Linked DNA regions of Mus musculus: region 2 is linked to region 1. The links are chromatin contacts, called in public HiChIP or PLAC-seq maps. All regions are on one chromosome and are shown on one strand. Each heading gives the region's core, a stretch centred on a gene start, on an enhancer-like site or on the middle of the called end of the contact. The rest is flanking DNA. Distances are from core to core; before and after follow the strand shown. Region 1 has its middle 49 kb from the start of Oxsm. Region 2 has its middle 5.2 kb from the start of Gm31804.

The links. HiChIP or PLAC-seq counts read pairs in DNA pulled down with a chosen protein or histone mark.
Region 2: a contact with region 1 is called in a RAD21 HiChIP or PLAC-seq map of pro-B cells, with 10 times the contacts expected there. The contact joins two enhancer-like sites. A contact is called at or near these places in 1 of 39 promoter capture datasets (the C10 cell line), 2 of 15 datasets of contacts at CTCF or cohesin (large pre-B cells and pro-B cells), 5 of 484 Hi-C or Micro-C datasets (CD8 T cells, cerebellum, double positive thymocytes and 1 more) and 1 of 115 datasets of contacts at active chromatin or transcription factors (large pre-B cells).

Annotation. Positions count from the first base shown.
Region 1 is chr14:16,190,625-16,198,072 of GRCm38.p6, reverse strand. No RefSeq gene overlaps it. Among named protein-coding and RNA genes, the nearest start is that of Oxsm, 49 kb to the left of the region's middle. Within about 2 kb of position 3,457, at least 16 of the 459 cell types and tissues checked have an H3K27ac peak or open chromatin away from gene starts, as enhancers often do. A contact at or near this core is called in double positive thymocytes and pro-B cells, where this site is marked.
Region 2 is chr14:15,766,156-15,773,603 of GRCm38.p6, reverse strand. No RefSeq gene overlaps it. Among named protein-coding and RNA genes, the nearest start is that of Gm31804, 5.2 kb to the left of the region's middle. Within about 2 kb of position 3,578, at least 67 of the 459 cell types and tissues checked have an H3K27ac peak or open chromatin away from gene starts, as enhancers often do. A contact at or near this core is called in double positive thymocytes and pro-B cells, where this site is marked.

The sequences.
Region 1 (7,448 bases), core at 2,208-4,707:
AAGAGATTGACCATGAGAACATGGCCAGGAGAAACAGCAAGTATCTGAAGTATACTGCTGGGGAGGTAGCTGGGACAGCAGTTAGAAAAGTAGACTAGGAGTTATCCCAGTAATTGTTAAAGTTAAATAAAACAACCACAGTCTGAGTTTCATTCATTTGTAAGCTAGTTGGAGATAAGTTTTAAAAAGTTGTACTACATTCATGCTTAAGGGGCATGAGCCAGGCAAAGAAAGACAAACTGTTTGATCACACAGAAATGCAGAATATAGAAAATGAGAGAGGGGGAAGGGTGAGAGAGAGATGGAGGGAGGGAAGGAGTGAAGAAGAAGAAGAGGGAGAGGGAAAGAGGGAGAGAGAGAGAGAAAGAGGGAGAGGAGGAAGAGGAAGAAGAGGGTTGTAGAGTGGAGAGATTTATCAAGGTCCAAAGCTTGTTATAAGTGTGTTCCTGAACACGTATGTGCTGCACAGTTAACAGAGGTAACAACAGCACATGGTGTTCTTAAGAGTGTTAGCCTTTTAAATTATAATTTGTTATTTATATGTTTCTGTGTGGGTTTATGTGTGTCAATCAAGAAGTGGGTGCCAGATCGCAGTTGTGAAGTGGCCAACCTGAGAATTAGAAACTGAACTTGCGGGGCTAGAGAGATGGCTCAGTGGTTAAGAGCACTGATGGCTTTTCCTGAGGTTCTGAATTCAGTTCCCAGTAACTATAATATGGTGGCTCGTAACCATCTTTAATACGATTTGATGCCCTCTTCTGGTATGTCTGAAGACATCTACAGTGTACTCATATACGTAAGATAAATGAATAAATCTTAGAAAGGAAGAAAGAAAGAAAGAAAGAAAGAAAGAGAAAAAGAAAGAAAGAAAGAAAGAAAGAAAGAAAGAAAGAAAGAAAGAAAGAAAGAAAGAAAGAAACTGAACCTGGATTCTTTGTAAAAGCAGCAAATACTCTTCTTAACTGCTGAGCTGTCTCTCCAGCTCCAGAACTGTCAATTTTAAGGTTTATTGTCATATACAAGGGTCTCTATGAGAGATATTAGCATATGGATATGCTAACTACCTTGATTGCAGTAATCATTTCATAATATATACAGTGGTCAAAATGTTATGCTGTAAAGTTTAGATACACGCACTTTTAAATTCGTAAATAATATTGGCGGCACATGCTTTTAATTCCAGCAATTGGGAGGTAGAGGCAGGTGGATCTCAGTGTTGGTGACCAGTCTGCTCCACAGAGAGAGTTCCAGGCCAGCCAGGACCACATAGAAAAACCCTATCTTGAAAACAAAACAAAACAAAACAAAAAATCTTATGAACACTAAAGTAAAATAAATCCAAACGGCCACATGATGGAGCCAAAGCCTTGATGGTTAATAGGCCTTTCACTTAAACTGAACTAGTTTATTTTTAAAAATGTTTGAGTAAATGTTTCTTTGTCACGTTTTCAACATAACACTTTGTTTCTAACAATGTTTTTATGTCACAAGGTAGACCTGATTTGTCCTTATTCTTTCAAACTTGAAAAACTGTAATTTTTAAACCCCGTGTAGCATAGGCGTGGTGTGGTGCAAAAGGCACAATCATGTTTACTTATTAAGGACAAGACCAGCAGAATCCATGAAAAATGGAAATTCCATTCCTCAAAAAATTTCCCTATGGTGTCTCTCCAGCAAGAGACATTCACAAGTAGAAAGCTACTTGTGCCCTGCTTGAACAACACCCTCTATGTTTGCTGATACAGCTACTGAAAAGAGCCAATGAAAACCTGAAGACTCACTGGCTAAACTCTTTCATTTTACTCTCCAAATGAAACTGAGTTCTGGAGAAAAGCAGGACATGGATTGCAAGTTAGTGGGTACTAGAGATGTAATGTTTTGCTTTGCAGTTCTTGTAGACTTTAGCACGGACACTTGTTCAACAAATGTTCTCTAGTTTTTACTAGGCTTAGGACTGTGAATGCAGGTCTGGGAAATGAATTTTAAAGCAAAAACTGCCACCTTCTGGAACTGCAAATGCCACCAGCACTCACGGGTATCAGGGGCACAGAGCACAAAAACTCATGTGCTATGGAGGTCGAGAGTCATGAGTGTCGTTAGTTTTAAGAAGCATATTGTTTGTTTTAGAATATTTTGACTTTCCTTAAACATTATCCTTTTCTATAAGAAGAAATAAAGGGGAAGCAATATGTTTTCATTCTGGAGTTTTTTATATCAGCCCTCTAAGTTGGAGATCTGATTTTGGTAACCTTCAGTATTGGAGTGTTGATAAAAGATGGCATATAGAAAGGAAGTCAGATGCAGAGCCATTCCTCCGAGCTTTCAGTGACAGTGAAGATACTGGTAGGAGGAATCACTGTTGCAGAATGTTTGCTGACTCAGCTGGTGTAAGAGCTGGAAATCTGTGCTGGCTGGTCTTAAGTCAACTGACAAACAGGTTAGTGTTATCTCAAAGGAGAGAACCTTTACTGAGAAAATGCTTCCACAAGACAAAGCTGTAAGGCATTTTCTTAATTAGCTATTGATGGGGGTGGGTCCAGCCCATTGTGGGTAGTGCCATACTGAGGTGGTGGTCCTGTGTTCTATCTAAAGAAAGCAATCCAGTAAACAGCACCCCTTCATGGCCTCTTCATCAGCTCCTGCCTTGATTGAGCTTCTATCCTGACTCCCTTCAATGATGAGCACTGATGTTGATGTGTAAGCCAGATAATTCCTTTTCTCCCCAACTTGGTTTTATGTTATGGTTTTTCAGTGCAGCAACAGAAACCCTAAGACAAAACCTATAGCCATGCTCATGAGTGATGTGCTTAATTAACAAAATAGAGAAGAAAAAGCTTGAATTTTGGGTCTCAGATAAGATTAAAGTTGTATAATATGGTACTCAGGTCTAGAGGACAGAATTGGCTGAGGCCTAATGTGATAACTCAGTATGCAAACAGAATATCATAAAGAGCGAAGTAGCAAGGGGCCAGAGCAAGGGCTCACTGGAGAAAGGCACCTGAAACAAGAACATAAAATGGACTCCTACAAACAAAATGTCCTCTGATCACATACATGCTATGACATGCTTATGGGAACACACACACACACACACACACACACACACAAGTCACTCAACCAACCAACCAAATAATGAACTATTTTAAAGAGAGTAAGCAAAGAGGGAATATTAGTCTATTAAAAGTCCCAGGATATCTTTGCATACCCCTAAAGATAAATAGCAAAAGCTGTTCACTGGAGTTGGAAATTCATGGCACCACACGGCATCAGGCAAGATTAAATAGATGATCTGACTCTCTCACACAATGGAGTCTCCTCTCCTCTTCCCCCCCACCACATCATCGATAGTGTTCGGAAGTTGTTCCTTGTGAACAATGTGACATAGCTCATCTCTCTTATGTTTAAAATAAAATGTCGGCATCCCTTTCCTTTTTTGACAGACAAGGACATTGAAGCTTGAAGGAGAATTGTTGTTAGTGATGGAGCCAGGCAGCTCCTTGCATCACACTCTTATCTTTGTACCAATGGAAATTCTGTTTTGGCTCGTGACTTTAGTGTAAATTTGTTTTGAAGTAATACAAAAAAAATCAAAGAATAGTATTTTATGAAACTAAAATTGTATGGAATTTGCCTTCCTATGCAACTCATAAAGTTTTATTAGGACATGTAACCACACATATACTTAAGTTTGTTGGTGGCTGTCTTTGGTGCTGACAGAGACCACATGGCCACTGGAGCTTGAAATACTTACTTCTTGGTTCCTCATGAGGAGAATTTGCCGAGTGCTGATCTCCATTCTACAAAAGACTTGTTCCTAAATGGTTAGAAATGAGGTCTTTTTGCTAATATTTAGGCTTAAAATCCTTTTGAAACATTACCAGTGGGAGCCATTGAGAGTCCAGAGCACTGGCATTGAACACCACACTGTCATAAGGACTGATCTATTGTGAGTCCCAGCAGTTAGTTCAGATGGGCACAAAGATCCTAAATGGACATCAAAAAATCTTACCCTTGGTCTGCTCCAAGGACTCTTCTGGGCCTTCCTCCCCTCTTCCATAATGCTGAGAAGTATTAGGTAAACCCTGAGCCTCTACTCTACATTTTGCAATGCAATTGTGTGTCATTCTAATAGTTTATGGTTCTTTACAACTACTTAGAACGTTTTTATTTTTTTGATCATGCCTCTGTTTCTGAAGAAATGTCTAAATTTTTAAAAAAAGATTTATTTATTTATTTTATGTGAGTACACTGTTTCTTTAGACACACCAGAAGAGGGCATCAGATCCCATTACAAATGGTTGAGAGCCTTCATGTAGTTACTGGGAAGTGAACTCAGGACCTCTGGAAGAACAGTCAGTGCTTTTAACTGCTGAGTCATCTCTCCAGCCCAGAAATGTATAGCTTTAAGGCCAGGAATAAAATCTCAAATGTTGACAGGTAAAATAAATGAAAAAAGAAGATAAAAACATCTGTCATAGTCTGTGTACCCAGGACTGCTCAGTGTGGTGATGGTGGCAGGGGTTGGAACCTTGTGGAAGGCTATAAAATCACAGAATGGTATCCTACCTCCTTCCCCTACCTAGATCCTACAGATGTGAATTATACTAAGACAGTGAGACCTGGCTTCCTCTCTGGCCATGTAAAATCTAAATGTGCTCCCTCTGACTTTCTATACAGTCATGTGGAGTCTGAATGTCAGGCCAATGAGCTTGTCATACCACTATTAGACCATCCTTAGAGGCCTAGCTCATGATGGTACCTGATTGTCAGCTTTTAATCTCCACAATTGTGAGCTGAGTGTCAGTAGTAAATGCACAGAGACATAGCTCCACACTGCTACCCTCAGAAGCCTGTGTTCCTCTACTGTCTTAGGACCTTCTACTTAGTCTAAACGGGGATTCATGGTTTTGATGCTGAAAAAAAAATATCAAGAATAGCCAGTACTTGAAACAGTGTGGAGATTTTTTTTTTTAGGTATTTTCTTCATTTACATTTCTAGTGCTATCCCAAGTCCCCCATACCCTCCCCCATTCACTCCCCTACCCACCCACTCCCACTTCTTGGCCCTGGCGTTCCCCTATACTGAGGCATATAAAGTTTGCAAGACCAATGGGCTTCTCTTTCCACTGATTATTAAAGGTATTTTAATATAGTTTTAACTATGGGGATTAAGAGGAAAATAGACATTCATAAGAAATCAAGACATAGCCAAAAGGATGAGTCCAAACTTTGCAAAGAAAGAAATGCATCTCACAGAATGTAGGATTTCAGAAGCTTCGGTGCTCACTGGGTTTCTGGGTCCTCTATCTTTCTTCTACTCCTGTTTACTTCCTTGATATTGGGAACTGATTACAGCTTGGCTTTGGAGATGCGTTGGAAGGGGTCAGTTAAGAAGCCATTAGGGTTGCCCAAGGGAATTGGTTATATGTGCCTTCCTATGAATGAGGCTTCTAATGGGAAAATATCAGCTTTGCATACTGGAAAAGGTAGAGGCCTTAGGAAACTGGTAATATCAATGGAGTTCTTGCTTCTCTGCTTTGACTGCTTCTAGGATGAAGGGATGCCTCTCTATTCTCATATTCACATCCCATTTCCCCCTCCTTTTCCAGGTGTTTTTTGGAGACCACCACCTTTCACATTTGGTCCTTAAAGGAAGTCCTAGGTAAAAACCACAGCAGTTCTTATCTTTCTTATCTTTAAAAATGTCTCAGCCTTATTTTTCCTTTCATTGTCAGAAAGCCAAGGAAAACATGATCTGAGTTAACAAAGTGGCATGGAAAGCACTCTAGCACACTGAGAAGAGGTCCCTTAGCTGAGGGCCATAGCTAGATGACTGTCACAAGTTCTAGACTTTTCACATGTACAAGTGATAAGAGAAACTATGATTTCTGTTTTCTATAATCTTGCGCGAGCCCTGACTCACCAGCAGGAATGACGCTGCAACAGGATCCTTCTGCACACGTTTATTGGGAGAGCTTGACTGCAGAGGCGAAGAGACCCCAAGCCCAGAACTGGTGCTGCTTATATAGGCCTAGGAGAGGCGTGTCTCACACCCGGATTGGTGATTCATGGGTTATGCTTACCACCTCATTTGCATGCCTACATCTGATTGGTTAACTTGTCTCACATCTGATTGGTTAACTTGTCTCTCATCTGATTGGTTAACTTGTCTCTCATCTGATTGGTTAATTCTCAAAACCTCATCTTGGCAAAAAAAACTTTACTGCCTATGTATGCGTGGTGGCCAGCAGTAGCCAGAGCCACCCTGCAACGGCACATGTGGCTTCCCACACTATAACCTGCCAGCTTCCCTATAAGCTGAGACTTTTAATTAAGTATGAATGCTTAAGGCCTTAGTTGTTCTTAACTAGCTCTTAATAACTTAAATGAACCCATATATATTCATCTGTGTTCTTCCATGTGGCTCCTTAGTTACCTCTTCTTCAGTTATGACTGGTGAATCTCTCTCCTCAGTGTCTGCCTTTCTAGTCTCCCACCAAAGCCCCTCTCCCAGAGTTCCTATCTTTCTGCTCAGAAGTCCCACCTATTCTTTCCTGCCTCAGCCACTGGCCATTCAGCTCTTTAATAAACCAATCAGAAAGTGCTGGAGGGAGGATTTACAAGATATGATGCAGCCATATGAATAACAATACGAAAGTCCAGTCTACACTCAACTCTCTGCTTTCATAATATGAAGACAATCTTTATACACTGCACAAAATAATCACCCCAACAGGTAACAAATTCAAATCTGAAAAACAAATTTTAATCCCTGTACTTTCAAACGCTTGAATATAGAGTAGGATTGTAGGTTGCTGCCTTTTAAGGGACTCTTACCTATCCTCCTTTATTATGAAGATTTAATTGTATCCAAAGGTACCATGCAAGATCTCAAAGGAGAAGATCAACCAATAATCCTACCTAGCTGTGAAACCTATGAAACAACACCAACCAGCATGACAATAACCCTAAGGATACAGTAATCACACTCATATGTTGGTGGTAACCAATAGCTCTGTAATTGGACATGAAGCCATCTCAATAAGAGGGAATTCATGACTGGTACTGGAAACTTAGTCAATTTCACAGGGCTATTGAAGTCATGAATCTTGAAGGAGAACCTACAACCACTTTATTAAACCAGCATATTCCCAACTACATTCTAAGTCTTGGTCCTTATACCCACAGATAAGTTTAATTTACATCCTGCATCAAGGGAACTTATCTTTGCAACAGATAGAGACCCTTGCAGAAAACCACAACTAATCAAAATGTAGAGTTGTAGAGCCCAATCCCAATGGGTGTATCTACAACACAAATCCTGCACCCAAGATTCAGGGATCATTATGGAAGAAGGGGAAGAAAAATTGTAAAAACTAGAGGAATTGGGGATTTTATGTGAGATTGTGTCTTCTAGAAATGTTAGCAAAGCTTTACCCTTCAAGTCT
Region 2 (7,448 bases), core at 2,329-4,828, 420 kb after region 1:
GAAGTTACTACAGGCAATTTGCCACATTCAGCTGACTATTCTTAATAACCAGTAAAATACTTCTTAAAATATGTATTCTTAGAAAAGTTCATAGATGTGCATAACATATCCTGATCATGTTTATCTTCATCCCTCACCTCCAATTCCCCAAGAGCCCCATCCCTCTAAATTTTGTTTATTTTTAATCCACAGAATCCAGATAATGCTGCTTATATATACATGGGTGTGAGGTTAGCCATTGGGAAGTGGGGGTCTCCCAGTAGTAACTGCTCCATGGAAAAGTGACTCCCCTTGCCCTAGTAACCATCAATATGCTGATTGCTATCAGTGGGGTCTTAGGAGCTCCTTCAGTCTATGCTAGAATTTCTAATTGCCCAATCTTATGCAGGGCCCCTGCAGAGAACCATAGTCACTGTGAGTTGCCACATTAGGCTAAGTCAGAGGTGGTTGTAACTCTGAGTGATACTAGACCAGCAGGTTATACATGTCTAAATAAATAAATAAATAAATAAATAAATAAATATTCCCTTTCGTTGTTGGCATTATAGAAAAAAAAATTTCCAGGGAGATGACTGTGTCAAATATTCAGTCCTGGAGCTCTATGGCTTCATTTCTTTTGCATATGCACAAAATAAGTAAGTTTAGGTAAGAATGAGTGACAAAATTATGTTAATATAGGTACACTACCTTGCATCCTTTTTTGTATGTGGTATCTTTGTGTTCATACTTACTTCCAAAGCGTTGGAGTGCTTTACTTCTGTCCATCCTAACTTACTTAATTTCTTATTTTCCCATTTATGGAGATACCTACTGTTTCTCATTTCTTTGTTTTTACATTTATTCTAATTACAAGCATTTGATGAAAGTAGTATCACATGTTGGGTATCTTTCCATGATTGTCTCCCCGACAACTCTAGGAGAATCAATTGAAAAATTATTAGAGGAAAATAAGAGTGCTGACCCAGGTGGTCAGTTATAGAGTGAATATTGAAATCAATAGCTTACCTTACATTCTGACAGGAATTGGTTGAAAACTGTAATCGAAGAGAAGCCCACATACAGTTATGGCAAAAAGCACTGACTGACAGTTGACAAATACTAAGCTGTATTAAGGCTTGTGGCCCTATGGCTTAGATGTGGCTTAAACTTTCCTGCAATGTCCCTGTGCTAGAATGCTCCTCCATAGCTATTCTGAGAAGTAGGGAACAGTGAAGAGAAAGAGCCAGTGGGGTTGATTATATCTTTGAGAAAAATTAATGCTTTTCTTCAGGGATATATTTTCATTTTTGAAAGATCAGTTCCAAAAACTTGGCCCTGACTTCATGTGGCACTTTCCATTTTTTCATGCCCTAAAATAGCTGGAGTGAGAGAAGAAGGCCTTTGGACGCCAAACATAGTAGGATGGAGGATTCTGACTTTCAGTTTCCAAGTCCATGAGAAAAAATAAACTCCTTTCTTCATAAAACACAGTCTAGAGTATTTTGCCATGGCAGCAGACATGGACAAATACAAACACGAACAGAATTACAGAATTCTGTAGATAAAATAAAAAGAGAGGAAAATCTGCTTATATATTAGAAAAACCAGTAGTCTGATGATGCAAAAGCTCTTTGTTGTGATCTGATGTTCCATCCTGGAATACTGAGTTCAGTTTCCACAATATAGTTACAGGGAATGAGCTGAACACACACTGTGAGCTGTCTGTCATTTCTGTTGCAAATGTCTAGAAGTGACACAAGACACAGTAATCAAAGTCAAATTTTAACAAGTTAGGGAGACCATAGATATCCACTGGCCAGGTAATACATCAGAGGAAACACTCGCCATCACCTCAGATGGCAGAGGATTGGGAAACCTTCATCCTACAATGAAAATGAGGTAGTTTTCCTGGAACAAATCAGGATCAGCCAGAGGACTCAGCACCAGGATAGCCAGTACAGAAAATCCCACATGTTAGGTGCCACAGCAGGGAAGGCCAGGGAACTCTGGCTCTCTTTCCCATCAGCCATACACAATGCAGTGAGTGGGATTTCTTGGACTTAGAAGAATCACCAGGATATTGTCACTGCCAGAAGAGCCTGTAGCTACCAAAACTAACCACATACGTTCTCCTCCCCATAATGAATGGGAACAGACACAGCATTCTCAGACAGAGCATGGAGGAGCTCAGAATCTATATTGCACACACTATGAAGAATCATGAACTAGTTTCGAAACTAACACTGTAAGCTGTCACTAGAATCAACAAATAGAAGACTGGATGCAAGGAGTCAGACCCCATGGAGCAAACAGAAAAAAATGAATGACAATGAATTTTAGAATCGTTTTCTGAGAGCTGATTTAATGATACTTTTTAATCATTCTTTAGTTTGCCCACCTTGTCTCAAACATTATCATGTACCTAACAATTTCCAGCTCTCATGTCCACTGTGTGGAGATGACTCCTGACCAGCATCATTAGATGTGTGTGACTTAGCTGAAATCTTCAGAGGTATGTAATAAGATAGTGCAGCCTCATATCTCTCAGAGAGGAGGAGATATGTCATATATTCTATGTTAAAAATATTTGGGAGTAACAATCCTTACATCTTAACTATTAATTATTAGTTCACAATTGACTCGATCAAATGAGTTTGGGGATTATTTACAAATTACTTTTCTTAGTGGTATTTATATTATTCAAAATTAAGTATTCTCAATTGAATTATTATTATTATTATTATTATTATTATTATTATTATTATTATTATTATTATTATTTGATTGATATCATGAGGCAGGATATGTACCTCAGGCTGGACTCATGCTTATGATATAACTAACATGCTCCCAGACCTTAGCACAACTATTGCAATGACAGAAACCCATTCAGGTGTTGGAACTCAGAACATAGGCGGGGACATCTGACACAAGAACTTAGACCTAAACCACCTCACAAAATAGATACAAAGGTTACATCAATGGTCCAGGGATGTGGCTGGAAAAGCCACAAATGTACTAACTGCTTTTTTGCTCCTGCAGTTCTACTTCTTGCTAACTGCTCTTGTTAACTGAAGTGTTCTGACCAGGATATGGTTTTTTTTTTTTTTTTTTTTTTTTTTTTTTGTGCTTAAAATGCCAAGAAAGGTAAGGCTCAAGGCTTCATGGTTTGGGCAAGTTCTCTCATGCAACCTCCATGGCTGTGTTGACTTTAGGAGTCCTGTGTTCACTGAAGGAGTTATCTTGGAGAAGTGGCCCTCCTGTCTCAGCTCCTGATGGAGTTACAGGTGTATATCATCATAATTGGACTTGAAACTGTATTTCACTAAAAGCAGGCTTACTGATTCAAAGCTTCTGCATTTAGAAAGCTGTGAAGGATGCAGCCACATCCTGTGGACTGACCTGATGTGCAGCAGCATGGGTCTCATTCCTTCTGGCACTGAGACAGAACTGATTGGAACCATTTTTCCATTCTTTTTTTTCTTTTCTTTTTTTTTTCTGAAGAAAACGTGTCTGACCCTCCCCGTTCTACCAGAAAAGAGTAACTGCTGAAAGTGACGTCATTCTTTCCCAGCAGCCGGCTTCTTCCTGTCTCATGGCTGCGGCTTGGTTTCCCTTTCCCATGGGTGTCACACTGTGGTTCACACTGTGGCTGCAGTGTTGCTTTCTGTAAGACTGTTTCTCACTTCCTTCTTGTCTCACCTACATTTTCATTTTTTTCTGCTCCTGAATTTTACTGTTTATTATACAGTGTTTAAACTCCCTTTGAAACGAAGTGTTTTGAGGGTGAATAAAACACCCGGAATTGTGTCCCATTGAGGGCCAAACAAAGATGACATGGGCTGGCAATAGAGCACTAATGCTTTCAAGATCTTTGCCTCAAGAGACAGTAAACTCATATCAGCTGATGTCATCATCATAAAAACATTTTGAAAACCATTTTAGAATGTCCTCTTAAGTTCTCAGCACAGCGAACAAATGTTTCAATGGCTGTAAAATCTTCTGGATCATTTTTATTCCAGGAACAAAAAAACCAACGCTCAATGTAGAGAACCAGAACCACACAGGGCTCATCAAGCTGGGTTAGCACTTTTATTTCTTCTCAAATGTACAAAATAGAGTGCCAAGAATTGTAAAAGACAGGGTTAGTGAGCTGACACTGAAAGTGTTCCCCAAGGACCAACTTAGAGAAGCCAGCAGGCATGAGGGTTGGTATTACATGGGCATGTGGACAGGCATATGCTACTGTTAGGAATCCTGTGACTATCCCCCCCAAAAAATCTCAGAATCTATCACCACTACAATTCAAAGTCAAAAAGGTCAGTAAAGTCATGGTCACAGTGACCTGGTGACTGGTACATTACCTCAGGGTTCCACCTAGAATCACAGGCATTTCCCATCATGCATTACTTCGCCTTCAGACCCCAGGGGAGCCATGGGTTTGGCTGATCATAGTGGGATTCAGGACTTTAGATCCATCTGTTTATTGTTGGAAGTGGTGCCATGGGTCTAAATTCTGAAGCTATTTTGCCCCCTCATGAAGGGCTGTTCTGTAAAGTCTGATCACAATCTAGTGTTTACTTGATCTCATCACTTTTGTGTTGTGTGTTTTCCCTTCCATTGGTGCCATAGTGTAAGGGACATAATTCAGTATGCTTGCCAGAGGGACTATTGAATGTTATCCAGTTACTGAGAGCACAGGTGGGTCTGGGAGTGTGCTCCATGGGCTCTATACCTGAACACTTCTGATGTTCTTGCTTCAAGAACTGTAAACAAACTCACAATAATTGGTACTGGCCAACAGTATCTACAGGAAGCTCATCTTTTCAACATACAAGACTGGAAGACAGCAAAGAAAGGGCATGTTTCAGAAGTGACAGAATGACAGTATGTACTATGTGGCTAAGATGACCACAAGATCACGATCTTGTTTTCCACATCTAGAGTGATGGATGAAAAGATAGCTAGGAAAATATGGGACCTCAGCAGAGCATCTGAAGAGTGATGTAAAGCCTGAAAGAAGGCCTGTGAATGTTGGAAGCTTTACACAGAATCTTCTCATCAGGCAGATAGCAGAGCAGCATGCAGACTATCCCAACAAGATTGAATTGGAATGGCCAAGATAATTGTTCAATCACTGTTCAGGTTAGATTTGGGAATCTTTTTTTTAAATTTAATTTTATTTTATTTTAATTAGGTATTTTCTTCATTTACATTTCCAATGCTACCCCAAAAGTCCTCCATACCCTTCCCCCCACTCCCCTAATCTTAAAGGATCTTCTTGAACACCAATACAGTCTCCCAACACTGAAGCCAAAGTGCACACCAGTGTCCAGAGGGCAGCAGAACTCACATCACTAAACCAAGAGGCCAAAAGAACAAGAACAAGAAGATGACTGGGCAAGAGGAATCAGATTGATGGGAGGAGCTTGGAGTCATTGGTCCTGTCTCTCTTAATTCTTTTTGTTTCCAGGGTTTCCTGCAAAGGTTGGGAAGTTCTTATGGATACTTACATGCAGCTTGACTTTCTGGGTTCCCTGATGTAGAGCACACCTACATCATTCTTTGTTGAGATTTCTCTTTATAACAATCTGAAATATTTAGGATAGGCAATTACTTTTTCTAATTTTCCATGAATGAATTCTCCCTGATGTAATACTGATGCCCCAGGCAGTATATTTTAGAACAATTATCTAGTCCACCCTTTGCCCCTCTTCTTCAGAAACATCAACTGAAATGAGTCATAATTAAATAGGAATAGAAGCTGATTAACCCTAACTACCCTCTGCAGTGTTTAGTTTTGAGTTAATTTGGTGGTCTCTACTTTCTAGCAATTTACTTTTGCAAAGTGTATCAGTGACTCTTTCTTTATTCCAAAAGAATGGTGAGTGATAACAATGGTGGTGGTGATGTAGATAGTTGTGGTGTGTGTGTGTGTGTGTGTGTGTGTGTGTGTGTGTTGGGGGGTGGCACACATGTATGTGTTTGTGTGGTGTTTGTGTGTCGGGTGTGTGTTTGTATTGTATATGTGTATATATGTATGTAGTGTGTGTATGTATACAGTGTGCATGTGTGTATGTATATGTTTTTGTGTGTCTGTTGTGTGCGCACGTGTGTGTTGTGTATGTGTGATGTATTTGTATTTTCTCTGTGTGTGGTGTATGTATGGGGTGTGTGTGTGTGTGTGTGTGTGTGTGTGTGTGTGTGTGTGTAAGGGGGGAAAGAATGAGTGAAAAAAACAATCATTTAACCTTTCTCATTTTTTTTTTCCTCTGAGATGGGGACAATTATAAAGCTTGCTTCTCCGGCTACTGTGAATACTGGATAAAGGAGTAATAAATAAATTAGGTCAGTCCCGGCACTTCACAAGTGCTCAATAAGTATTTATTATTGTTACACTTGGAGCAAGGGGGCTTATTGTACATCTTTGAGATGTGTTTAGATGGAGCGACTATAAATTACAATGACTTATTTCACATTCTATAGAGAATTAGGAGAGTTTGTAAGTTACCAGCATAAAGAAATGATAGTAAGTTAGAGGTTAATTATTTTAATTGTAAATATCTATCAAATTATCATGCTGTACCCCATAAATATGTATAATTACTGTATGTCAGTGAAATGTTCTTGGAACATTGAGTTTGGGGAGAAGGAGGAAGTATAATTTAGCTATTCCATCAGAGATGTTGGAACAGAAAAGCTCATATTGAATGCATTGGAACATGTGGGCATTTAGCCATCAAAGATTCACAAGACTTCATTAAGCCAGATAGAGAAGCTCATTTGTTTTGCTTTCTTGCTCTGATCTACAAGGGATTGATTTAAATTGGAACAGAGTTCAGTTTCCATGAGATCATGTCCATGTGGCTTCCTGCTGCTCCTAGAAAATTTTCTGTCTTGCTTGGCAGCCCCACTCTCCAGTAGTCTGGATTATAGTTTCCATGTTTTTCAAAGAACCCCATTGTTTTCTGACCACCAGGACTGGGGAAGGGAGACACTTGAATGAAGTTACATTAGTCAAAGGTTTCCTAGGGCAGTGTTCTTGGCTCCACAAGAAGGCAGACTTTGGGAAGTCTGTAGACCCTTTGGTTGTTACAATGGAGAGGATGCCATTGATGTACAATAGAAAAATCAGTGTTATTACTGAATATTCTGCAATGATCATGGCAGGCCTTATAGGAAAGCATCAGTGAGGTGCTGTCAAAAACTATAACCCAAATACTCCATCACCAGCAGCTGGTACTCTAGAGCTGTAATCCAGACAGTGATATCTTGGGACCAGGCTGTTAACACTCCGAGAGGTTACTGTGTGTGGAGGAAGATTGTACTGCTTGAGGGCATAATCTAGTCACTCAGAAAGCCAGACAGTTCTATCTTCCTTGGGCTTGTTTATTGGTAGAAATTCATTTTCTGATTTTACTTGAACTCTATCTATCTATCTATCTATCTATCTATCTATCTATCTATCT